3 separate regions of the Mus musculus genome follow, and regions 2 and 3 are each linked to region 1. The links are chromatin contacts, called in public promoter capture Hi-C maps. All regions are on one chromosome and are shown on one strand. The core of a region is the stretch at or near the end of the contact, and the rest is flanking DNA. Distances in the headings are between cores, read along the strand shown. Region 1 holds the start of Uap1 (UDP-N-acetylglucosamine pyrophosphorylase 1). Region 2 holds the start of Tpr (translocated promoter region, nuclear basket protein). Region 3 holds the start of Rab3gap2 (RAB3 GTPase activating protein subunit 2).

Evidence for each region. Promoter capture Hi-C pulls out the DNA fragments that hold promoters and counts their contacts.
Region 2: a contact with region 1 is called in a promoter capture Hi-C map of pre-B cells. The contact joins the promoter of Tpr here to the promoter of Uap1 in region 1. A contact is called at or near these places in 1 of 39 promoter capture datasets (pre-B cells) and 2 of 484 Hi-C or Micro-C datasets (CD4 T cells and CD8 T cells).
Region 3: a promoter capture Hi-C map of pre-B cells shows a contact between it and region 1. The contact joins the promoter of Rab3gap2 here to the promoter of Uap1 in region 1. A contact is called at or near these places in 1 of 39 promoter capture datasets (pre-B cells) and 1 of 484 Hi-C or Micro-C datasets (B cells).

Annotation. Positions count from the first base shown.
Region 1 is chr1:170,173,026-170,176,495 of GRCm38.p6, reverse strand. It overlaps Uap1 (UDP-N-acetylglucosamine pyrophosphorylase 1), which reads left to right and starts at 1,532. Exons shown (of 11, transcript NM_001305045.1): 1 at 1,532-1,746.
Region 2 is chr1:150,390,931-150,394,400 of GRCm38.p6, reverse strand. It overlaps Tpr (translocated promoter region, nuclear basket protein), which reads right to left and starts at 1,563. Exons shown (of 52, transcript NM_133780.3): 1 at 1,388-1,563; 2 at 743-1,045. The coding sequence starts at 1,457. Odr4 (odr4 GPCR localization factor homolog) reads left to right here and starts at 1,346. Exons shown (of 14, transcript NM_145511.2): 1 at 1,346-1,711.
Region 3 is chr1:185,202,664-185,206,133 of GRCm38.p6, reverse strand. Rab3gap2 (RAB3 GTPase activating protein subunit 2) reads right to left here and starts at 1,966. Exons shown (of 35, transcript NM_001163754.1): 1 at 1,781-1,966. The coding sequence starts at 1,892.

The DNA.
Region 1 (3,470 bases), core at 283-2,782:
CTCTAATGCTCATCTGAGCCTTTGCTGCTGCACTCACGGCCGTCCCTTAGGAAGAAGGAGCACGTCTCTCCCCTGCCTCTCTCATTGTATTGGAATCCCTTGAAGAAATAGACTCTTGATTCCCCTGTAGAGTCTATTGTAAGTTCTACTGTAGAATAACTCAATAAATAAATACGTTTTGGACAATATGCTCTTTATTGACTGCTGTAGCCGCCAATTTCTTTCTAAGAGAATGCTTCTACCCCAGGGACTTGCACACATAAAGAAGGTCAAGAGATTCTGGGCAACCCCATTGTGGGCAGGCTCTGAATTCTTCACTTAAGACTCGGTACTTTCCAAGCTGGAAGTATGAAAACTAGAGAACACACCCGTGTTGTTAGTCTTGCTCCAGGAAGGCACACCTACCACTATCAACAGCACTGTGGGTGCCATTTACAGCTTCTCAGGCGACGTGGCGTTCTGACAGGATTCCAGAGAGCATGCAAGGCTAAGGCCAAGCAAATACTGCTAATAATATATCATGTCCTTCCTTGATCCTGTTCCACCAAGCTGTTTATCCATCTAATCTCTCAAAGCCACAAAGGTGCCTTAACAGATGGGCAACTACGTTTTTATTTACAAATGATACCCCTTGTTAAATGATATTTCTAAATGACATAAATTGATAGTAAAGTCTGGATTAAAAATGAATACGCAAGAATGACTAAGAAAACACTGAAAATGTAAAATGAGGAAGCCTATCCACCTGATGGAAAACATCCTGATATGTTAAATTTAGTTGCTTTTGACATCTCAACAAATTGGACTCTCGTTTCAAAACCTGCAAAAACCCAACATAATAGCTCTAAATATAAATGCAACTTCATAACACTGAGATTATAGCCTGCACATGCACATCTGCTGCCTATGCTGTAACAGGACAGTTGAATTTTAGCTCTCCTCTCCTAGCTAAGTTCTTGCTCTCTGGGCCGGTTCTCCCTGACTGGCACATTTTGCATGGCCTCGGGTCATCTAATCCCTTTTGATTGCATTTCGTTCACTAGTCGCTGTGCAAAAGGCAACCCGGCTGTGTCGACACCCAAGAGACTCCGAAGACAATGGCAGAGGAAGCCCGGGTCACTGGCAAACAGGTATGTGGAGAATTAGAGACAAAATCAGCTAGCTTAAGGTCACAGGCCTGCCTTGGAGGGATCTCTGCCTAGAAACCGGCGGGTCTTTCCCAACCACACCCGTGGGCGTTCGGAAATCCGTCACTTGAAGACTCACTGCCAGCGCCGCGCTCCCTACCAGGCGCTCTGATCCGCCCCGGGTGACCGAGAGGACCCGCCCTGCAGTTTGTCCTTAAGGTGGCGCCTGGCCTCACCTCCCCGCGAAGCCGCGCGCGTAGCCGGCCCCGCCCCTGCTAGTGCGTGGGGGGCGGTACCACAGACTGACAGGATCCTTGGCCATCCTATTGGGCAAGAGTCTGAGTGACGTAAAGAGGCTCCTCCTTCCTGTCGCCGGTGCCCGCCCCTTTGGCTGTTCTCGGTCGCTGACGTGTCGGGCCGGCAGGCTTCCGCTCCGCCCCTGGGCCGCAGCCACTCACCGCGGCGGGAGGGGCCGGGTGGCCGGGGCCCGCGCTCCCCTCGGCCGCTGCTCGTGGCCCGCCCCGCCGCCCCGGCCCCTCGGATGACAGTATATATTCCAGGCGGGCGCGGGACACGGGCGAGTAGCCGAGCCGAAGGAGCCGCGGGATTGTCGAGGGAGGTAGGGACCCCCTTCACGCGCGCGCTCCCATGCCTAGCGCGGGGACCCGGCTACGCGTTGCCGCACCTTGCTCGGCGTCCGCTGCTCGGAGCTCCGGAGAGGCGTGGGCTGTGTCGCGGCGGGGCGGGGATGCGCGCGCGGAGGGTCTTGGGGGAGACCTGAGGGAGGAGGCTTGGGTGATGATGGAGTTCCCGGCGCTTGTCAGCGCTGTTTTTGAGTTGGGGGAAGAGGAGCCAGGAGGGTTTCAGGCTAGGGCCCGGGCATAGTTGTGCCACTTCTGGGGTTCACCGGTGGGAATAAGTGATCGCTGTTACTGTTGGGAAAGCGCGTTGGGGTGTTTTGAACCCACGAGGGTAAGAATTGATAGTTCCGACCAGGACAGTGGATCCCAATGGGGGATGTGACTAGCACAGGACCCGCTTGCCTTCGCTTGATACTGATAGTGAGAGAGGTTCAGATTTCAGGGTTTTCCCCTCAGTTGGACTGGAGGAACGGTGAGGCTGAGAGCACACATATGCTCTAGAAGATTTTTTAAAAGTTTGGTGTGAAGGCTGACTGGCCTTCATCGGCATACTATGAGATCTGATATCCGATGGTAATGATCATGCATTTATGAGAGGCACAAGTTTAAGGACTTGGAGGTGAAGTTCACTGGGCTTGGATCCAAGAGTTTGCAGCAAACCAAAAGCATTTATCCATTTCGTTATTAGTTGACTCACTTGGCTGAGGGAAAAGACTTCATAGTCTGTCCTGTTAGTTAGTGGTTAGGACTCAAGTCAGTCTCAGTACCATTCCTCCCCACCCCCACCCCAGCCCCTCCCCTCCCCTCTTTTTTCCTGTTTCGTTTGTTTGTTTGTTTGTTTCCGAGACAGGGTTTCTCTGTGTAGCTTTGGTTGTTGGAACTCACTCTGTAGACCTGGCTGGCCCAGAATTCAGAGATCCATTTACCTTAAAGATATGTACCGCCACTGCCTGGCTCCATGTGTCCCCCCCACCCCACCCCCACCCCCCAAAGCGATTTACTAACCCACCCTGAGGACATATAGCAGCAGAGGTGGGGGTGGAATTGGGAAATACTGGACGTCCTTAATGTGGCATTTAAATTCTAATAAAGGCATGTTTGATAATGGTTTGTTGGGTATGTTGATCCAGGTGTGTTAGGTTGTAGGCACACACCAAATTTAGTCATAATTTCTAGTGCAGACTTTTGTTCTTAGTATAAAAATCCACGTCTTTTTAATTCTCTTCTCTATTGCTGTATACCATTTGAATTTAGTTACACACACACAGCTCTCAAGAAAAATGAGTAGGAGATGCAGTACTATGGTTATCGCTGTGTCAGGTAAATATAACCGTATTTATTATGAATGTTACACAACACATAAATGGACAGATTTGATTTTGGTAATAAGATTTGTGGATTGCTGGTGTTCTGGGACCAGATATCAAAGTTTACAATGAGTTGTTTTATTTGCATGAGTATGTTTTTCTCCAAGCACCCAAAGTACTACCCAGTACTTACTGAATGAGCTAGCTAGCTAGGTTGCGCTCTCTCTCTCTTTCTCCTTTTTCTGAGACAGGGTTTCTCTGTGTAGCTCTGGCTGCCCTAAAACTCATTCTGTAGATCAATCAGGCCTCAAACTCAGAGATCCACCAGCCTCAGCCTCTGCCTCTGCCCAGACCACCCTGGCCGGGAACTCACAGAGATTTGTCTACCTCTTCAG
Region 2 (3,470 bases), core at 314-2,813, about 20 Mb after region 1:
TCCCAAGTGCTAGGATTAAAGGCGTGCGCCGCCACCACCGCCCGGCTCTGTTTTTTAAATAACTGTTTTCTTTCTCCCAAGAATATTTAAGCTATGTCTCTAATTTCCTTATACAAAAGCAACGACAAGAACGTACAAGCAGATATTTTTATTATATATTTCCTATCAAGTCTCAACGCTCTGGGAGAACCACCATATATTCATTTATCGCATTTCATTGCTCTTTCTAGTACCGTCCTTTTGTATACAAATTCCTCATCGCGACCATCTACTGCATTATTAGATCACAGGGTGCTATACACACTAAAACAAGGCACTAAAGGGGGGAAATGGGTAAAGGCTTATAAATCCAGTTTAAAAACAAACAAACTGGGGGGGGGGCGCTTAACTGTCATTTAAAGTACAGCAAAACAACATTAGATTAGGATTGCATAGTCCTAAAAATCTGGTGCAAACTGGGCCAAATTCTCCAGTTTCTGTCGGTGGGCCCATTGAGGAGTTTCCACAGAAGACTACGCTTAGTAAAAGGAAACCGAGGTAAACGAAGGTGGATTTAGATCGGGGAGGATCCCCCCGCCCCCCGATCTAAACCACACAGCGGGGAGAAGAGAGAAGGCCTCCGCTGCACATGGAGCCTGAGAAGCTGCTACCTGAACACCTCACCAGGGAGAAGAGGGCAGGCGTGCAAAGGAGGTCGGGCCCCAGCTCCAGACCGGAGCGCGAAGAGCGTCTCCACACTTACCACTCTCCACCTTAAATTTCTCGTGCCGCCCCTTCAGGCAGTCGATCTCGGACTGCTGCTCGGCCAGGAACTTCTCAAGTTTGTTCTGCGTCGACTTCGGCAGTTTGTTCAGTTCCGGGCGCTCCAGCACTTGCTGCAACACCGCCGCCATGTCGGCCGGGATCGCGGCAACAGCCGCAGCGGCTGAAGGAGAAGCCAAGGAGCAAGGAGAAGCGCGGAGCCCAGCCGCCGGAGCCGCCCCGTCCGCCGCCTCGCTCGCGGTCTCTCGCGCGCCTGCCCGCCTGAGACTCCCGCGGCGGGACCCTGGGAAAGAGAGTCCCGCGTTAGGTGCAGCCAGAGCCGCGCCGCCGCGCCCTCTCTGCGCACGCAGCCACCGGGAGCTAGGCACGCTGGGAAAGCGAGTTCACAGCAGCCTCGGCCCCAGTTTTTTGGGGATTTCACCGGTTTCCAGCCCCAGAGACTCTTGGGAAATGTAGTGTATTTCTCACCCGCTTACGCGCGCTCAGGCCGCACCTCTCGCCCCACTTCCTTCTTTCTCCCCGCCCCCGGCTCGCCTCCTATGGCTGTGACGAGTGCCCGCGCGGGGGCGCTACATAAGTACGCAGCCACCCTCGTCCTTATCCCGGAGGAGCAAGACGACCTTACCGTCAAAACCCCGGGATGTCATGGGTACTCCTCTGTGGCCACTTCTAGAAGCCGAGCCACCAGAGGTCATGGGTCACGGCAGGGTGTCTCGACAGGCTCTGGGCTACCGCCACGATCTTAACGGTGCCCCGAGAGGGGCGGGGTGCAGGCCTCCCTCGCTTGGGTAGAAGAGCTGCGGAGATGGGTGCGGGACGGCTTGCGTCATCAGTCTGCACCCGTTGGGGCCGCGACCCGCGTTTGGAGTAGGAAGTGTCTCTGCTGTCGCTTTCTGATGAGATCATTGGCTGTGGACGTGGGGACCTGAGTGGCACCTGGCCTTTGAAGGTAGCTACTTGTACCCTAACTCGAGTTCTCTCGCTGACAGAAAGCTCCAGGGATTTATTTGCCACATGTGCACATTCTGAGATCAAGTTAGTCGGCCAAGGAATATGTGTGCACCCGGGCACCACCAGCTTCCTTTTCGGGGAGAAAAGAAAGGATTTAGGGACCATATGGAACAGTCAGTCACTGGTGCACACTCAAGCCCTGTTCGGAGGAGATTAGCTTAGTGTCAAACCTGGTACCTACATGCTTTTGTGGGTGTGAGGTACCGAATGACTTAGTGCGAAATTAAAGTAGTCTGGTTAATATTTTAAACAGAAAAAAAATCAAATTTTGTTGTTTATGTAGTAAGATGACATTGCAGGCAAATGTCTGATGTTGACGTTTTTAATTTTAACATTTTTAGGACAGTTTTATTGAGACACTTGTCATTTTGCCACAGTAACAGAACTATGTCTGTTTCCCGAACACGACTCAGCAATATCAGCGTGTACTTCGTTTCATGGCTGGGTACTTTTCTGGAAGAATTTGTTGCCTTTTGATTGAAAATAAGGAGAGCACATGCCTGTGGTGTCAGCTACAGGGATTAAGAGGTGGGGGGGTTATCATTCCAGGACAGCCTGTGTTAGGAGTCAGGCTCTGTCTTAATGAAGGGGATGGGAGGGATTAAATTAGTAGGAGATTCATAACTGAATTCACAAGCTGAAGAAGAGGACAGGAGATGAGAACAGGAGATGTTCCTGCAATGATTCAATTGAAGGGCTGAGTATCATTGCCACCGCAAGCAAAACAGATTGAGAGAACTTAAATCCCACCTTTCACACTCACTACTTTAGTCATTTGGAGGAGTTATTTAACATTTCTTTTTGATTTCTTTATGTATAAAACGGAGACGACAATAATAGTACTTACCGTGCAGGAATTTGTATTAAATATCAATACATGTGAAGTCCTTAGAAAAATGTCCCGTGTAGAATTGAAGCAATATAGATAATTGTCATTGCAGACTGGTTACCTAAGTGGCTGTTATTAGGAGTTGTCTCATAGCAGCAATCACACATTTGTGCCTTCCCACCTTGCACAATTTGTAGAAAACAGTCGTTTTACAGTCACTATTGGGTAAACAAATTTGAGTCTCTCTCCTCTTAATGAACTAATCAGAAATTCAGCTTCCATATTTTAGAAACAAGAATATCGAAGTTCACCAATAAATTGTCATAGAGAATGCAGCTAAGGAGTAGATCTAAAATAAGAAATTAGATGTGTTGAATGGTATCCTTATTTCCTTATCCCAAGAGTGAGAAGTAACTTTGCTTTCTCATGGCAATTGGTAATTATATTTGTTATTGTTGTTTTGTTTTCTTCCTGTGTCTTTCCAGGCAGGGTTTCACTCTTTAGATCAGATTGTCCCAGAACTCACTATATAGCTTTGGCTGGCCTCCAGCTCAAAGCGCCAAGTCTGTTTCATCCTCAAGGGTACAGCAATTCCAGGCTTGCACCACCATATCTGGCTGGGACTCTTGTTCCTTCTTTTCTTTTCTCAAAAGATTTTTGGATTTATTATCGTTTGGTGTGTATATTTGTGTGAACAAGCTACATGTGTGCAGACTTGAGAAGTGGGAGTCAGATTTCCTGGAGTTGCAGCTAAAGGCATTTGTGCACCTCTGGACTTGGATGCTGGAAACCGAACCCAAGCTCTGTGGAAAAGCAGCATGGGCTGCTAACCGTTAAGCCACCACTCTGGCCCCAAGGGAGTTCTTTC
Region 3 (3,470 bases), core at 717-3,216, about 15 Mb before region 1:
TGTGTGTGTGTGTGTGTAGCACAACACACGTCTGTGTCACAGTATATGTGTAGGGATGAGGGGAGCTAGCAGGAGTCAGTACCCTCCTTCCATCATGTGGGTACTTCAGATTAAACCCAGGTAGTCAGGGTTAGAAGTAAGCTATTACCTGCTGAGCCTTCTCACTGGCCCAGAATGATTGATGTTTAAGTTTAAGTATAATTAAAAAAAAAAAAAAAAACAACAAAAACCCCTCTATGGATTATAAGGAGAATGTGAGAACACACACACACCCCCTGAAGCTTACCAGGACTATTGTTGAAATCTAATTAGAAGAATCTAAGCGTGCCCCTCTTCTCTACATCCCGTTTCTCACCCCACGTCTGTTGTCCCACACAACCTTCCTCACTTTCCCCTTTCCAATTCCCCCAAGGCCCTACACCCACACTTCTGGCCACTGTGCCACTGAAATGGCACTAGGGTCCCAGTGGCTGTCATCGTCCCCAAACCACTGCTATCTGACCTCTGCCACATTTCCCAAACTGCTGACCACCCCTCACCAGGGTCAGATTCTCTCCTTCAGCTTCTGAGACATTTCCATCACCTGGTGCCCCTCTCTCCCATCTCCCCAAGAACCCTTACAAGACTCCCCAACTTCAGTCTCTTCCTAAGGTTCTCGTCAGTAGCGAGTCCACGACACAACAGTTAGCATTCTATAGACTGAAACCACACTTCACCCTTAACTAATTATCACCTTGACTCCAGCTGCCATACCAAGTGTTGGACGTCTCCACAAGCATTTCAGATATGGCCTTCTTTCTCTCTCAACACACGCGCCTGTCAAGCCATCTATCATGTTAGAGCACCCTCACTCACACGTGACATTACCAGTGAATCATAGTGCTACCAGACGGAAACTACCAAACTTAAGTGGTAGGGAGCAGCAATGACTGGTACAAACTATTCATCCCTAGTTCCTCCCATATTTGATATTTTCAAACATTACTTTTCAGACAGACCCTACTAGGAAGCAGAATCTCCCTAGTGCCCTGGGATAGCTTCTAAATAGTGAAAAGGAGAGTGGTTTTTTAAAAATTATTACTGGGTCTACAGAGCAAAGTGATTTTCATATTAAAAATAAAGAAAGCAGAGTAAGATACCCTCTTTCAAAAGGAGAAATAAAGGAGCATATAATAAAATCCTCAGGTAATACGCAGCATTTAGTAAGCAGCTTTGGGATTTATATTCATGAAGTAGGGCTTGTTAACGTTGTTTGATGGTAATAACAGGCGCTGTTTCTCACCTCAATAGACGCCAATTAACTTTTCTCGACCATGTGGCTGTAATTTTAGTTCCTACCCTGGATTCTCCTCACTTCCTAAGAGGTTACTTTTCTTACTTGGCAGTTTACTCACCACCTTAAAAACCCTTCACTTGCCAATCGGCCATTTATTCCGTAAATCTGAATGACAGAAAAGAGATGGAAGAGGGTGGGGATGCTAAGCACCTCTTGAAGGGGCAGAGCAAAGGCTACATACAGTGCCAGAAATGGAGAAGGATGGGAGTTGGAACAAGCACAGGGTGGAGGGCTGACATTAGGCAGGGACTGGGACGGAGGATGCTATCTCTGAGCAGGTGGTGTGCATAGGGAGAAGACGTGGAGCTGGGACTGGGAAGGAGGGGGTGGGGAGCGGTGACAGACAGGCGACAGGACAGGAGACGCAAAAGGCTGAGGCTGAGAGAGACGGGACGCCGAGGGAAGGGAGGCTTGCAGCCGCGTCCCGGTCGCCGGGACACTTACTCGGGTCCCTCTTCAGGGCGCCGGGGGTCTCCTCCCGCAGGTGAGGGAATAGGAAGTCGCGCGCGGACTGCAGGTCCTGGAAGGAGCAGAACTGGACGATGGAGCAGGCCATGGCTGCAGGGACCCCGCCTCGCGGGGCTCGTGGTCCCTAGCCACGCCCGGGCCACTCCACCCGAAGGCTGACAGCACGGAGCCCCGAAAGCTTCAGCTACCCTGGGGGGGCGGGGACGCCAGACCGGAAGCTGTCAGCACTCCTCGCGAGGGGAGGGTGCTACGCATGCGCGGGACGCCCCGAAGCTGCGCGTGCGCGGGCCGAGCGGGAGCCGAGGGAGGGTGCAGCTTCGGACACGTGACTCGCGGTCTTGTGGCGGAGAGTTAGACGTGGAGCCTGGCCGCATTCTTTCTTGGGCGAGCTTGTCCCGTCATTCTGGCCTTCCTCCAAAGGTGATCTAATTGAACTTTGCGGGGGCCATTGAGTCACCCAAACAATCTTGTTGGTGTGCTTCTACGGACACGACCTAGATCGTTCGCAGATCAGGCGGTTTAAGCTGAGTGTGGGCAGGTGCCTGAGAACTTCGTAATTTTGTTTGTGCTTTTGTTTTTTTTTTTTTTAATGTGGAAGGCTATCCTCAGCACCTATACCCCAACTCCCAAAAGAGTCTGCGGCGCCTATGCCTGTAATCCTTCCTACCTCAGTCTGAGGCAGGTGAATTTCTGGCTGTTGAAGCCACTATCCTGGGCTACAATGCAAAAACAGTGTCTCAAGTAACAAAGCGATGGAAAGCAGCTCCTTAAGGGCTCGTATTAAATAAATACTCCTATCTATAAGTTGCCACGGTTCTGTGAAAGCCCGATGTAGTAACAGGACCAGCGCAGTATTGAATGGTGCTCTGTAATCGTCCGTTTGCCTTTTCATCCGTTTGTTCATCTAACCGCCCAACAAGTATTTGTTAGTGTTTTCCGTGCCAGCCACACTCTAGGCACAGAGCTTCGGAACAGAAAGGGACACATTCCTACGGAACTAAAAAGCTAGTGACTAACACAGGCCAAGTGAAGCAATTACTTACTCAGCTAACTAAAACTGAGAGAATGCTAGGCGGGAAAGAACAACAAAACAGCACGGCAGAACAGAGCTGGGGAGACTGACCCTGTACTTTTCCTTTGGGTTTTGGATAAGGAAAGCACCATCCTTATAGACTCCTGGAGGACTGGGGATCCGTTTAACCCCTTAAATACCTGGTCTCTAGCATGGGATCTGGCACCCAGTTGAGTCCTTGATAAATACTTACTGAAGTATATACACATAAATTAAAGACCAACCTGAGTCTTTTACTTGGATTTGAAAGTACATTTCCATATCTTGCCCAGTTAGACTGTCATAAATATCTTCAAGGAGTCTTGTTTCTTTGATTGTTTGAGATAAGGTCTAGCCATGTAGTCCAGGTTAGCCTCAAACCTTCAATTCCCCTCAATGTCCAAGCACTGGGATTATATGTGTGTACTGTACCATGGCTGACTTCAAAAGAATGTGTTATCCTAATTTTGTAAATGAAAAAAAAAATTGCTCTGTCTCTGATGAAGCTCTTGAAACCCATTTAGCTTACTTTCTTTTTTTTCTTTTTTTTTAAATTAGGTATTTATTTCATTTACATTTCCAATGCTATCCCAAAAGTCCCCCACACGCTCCCCC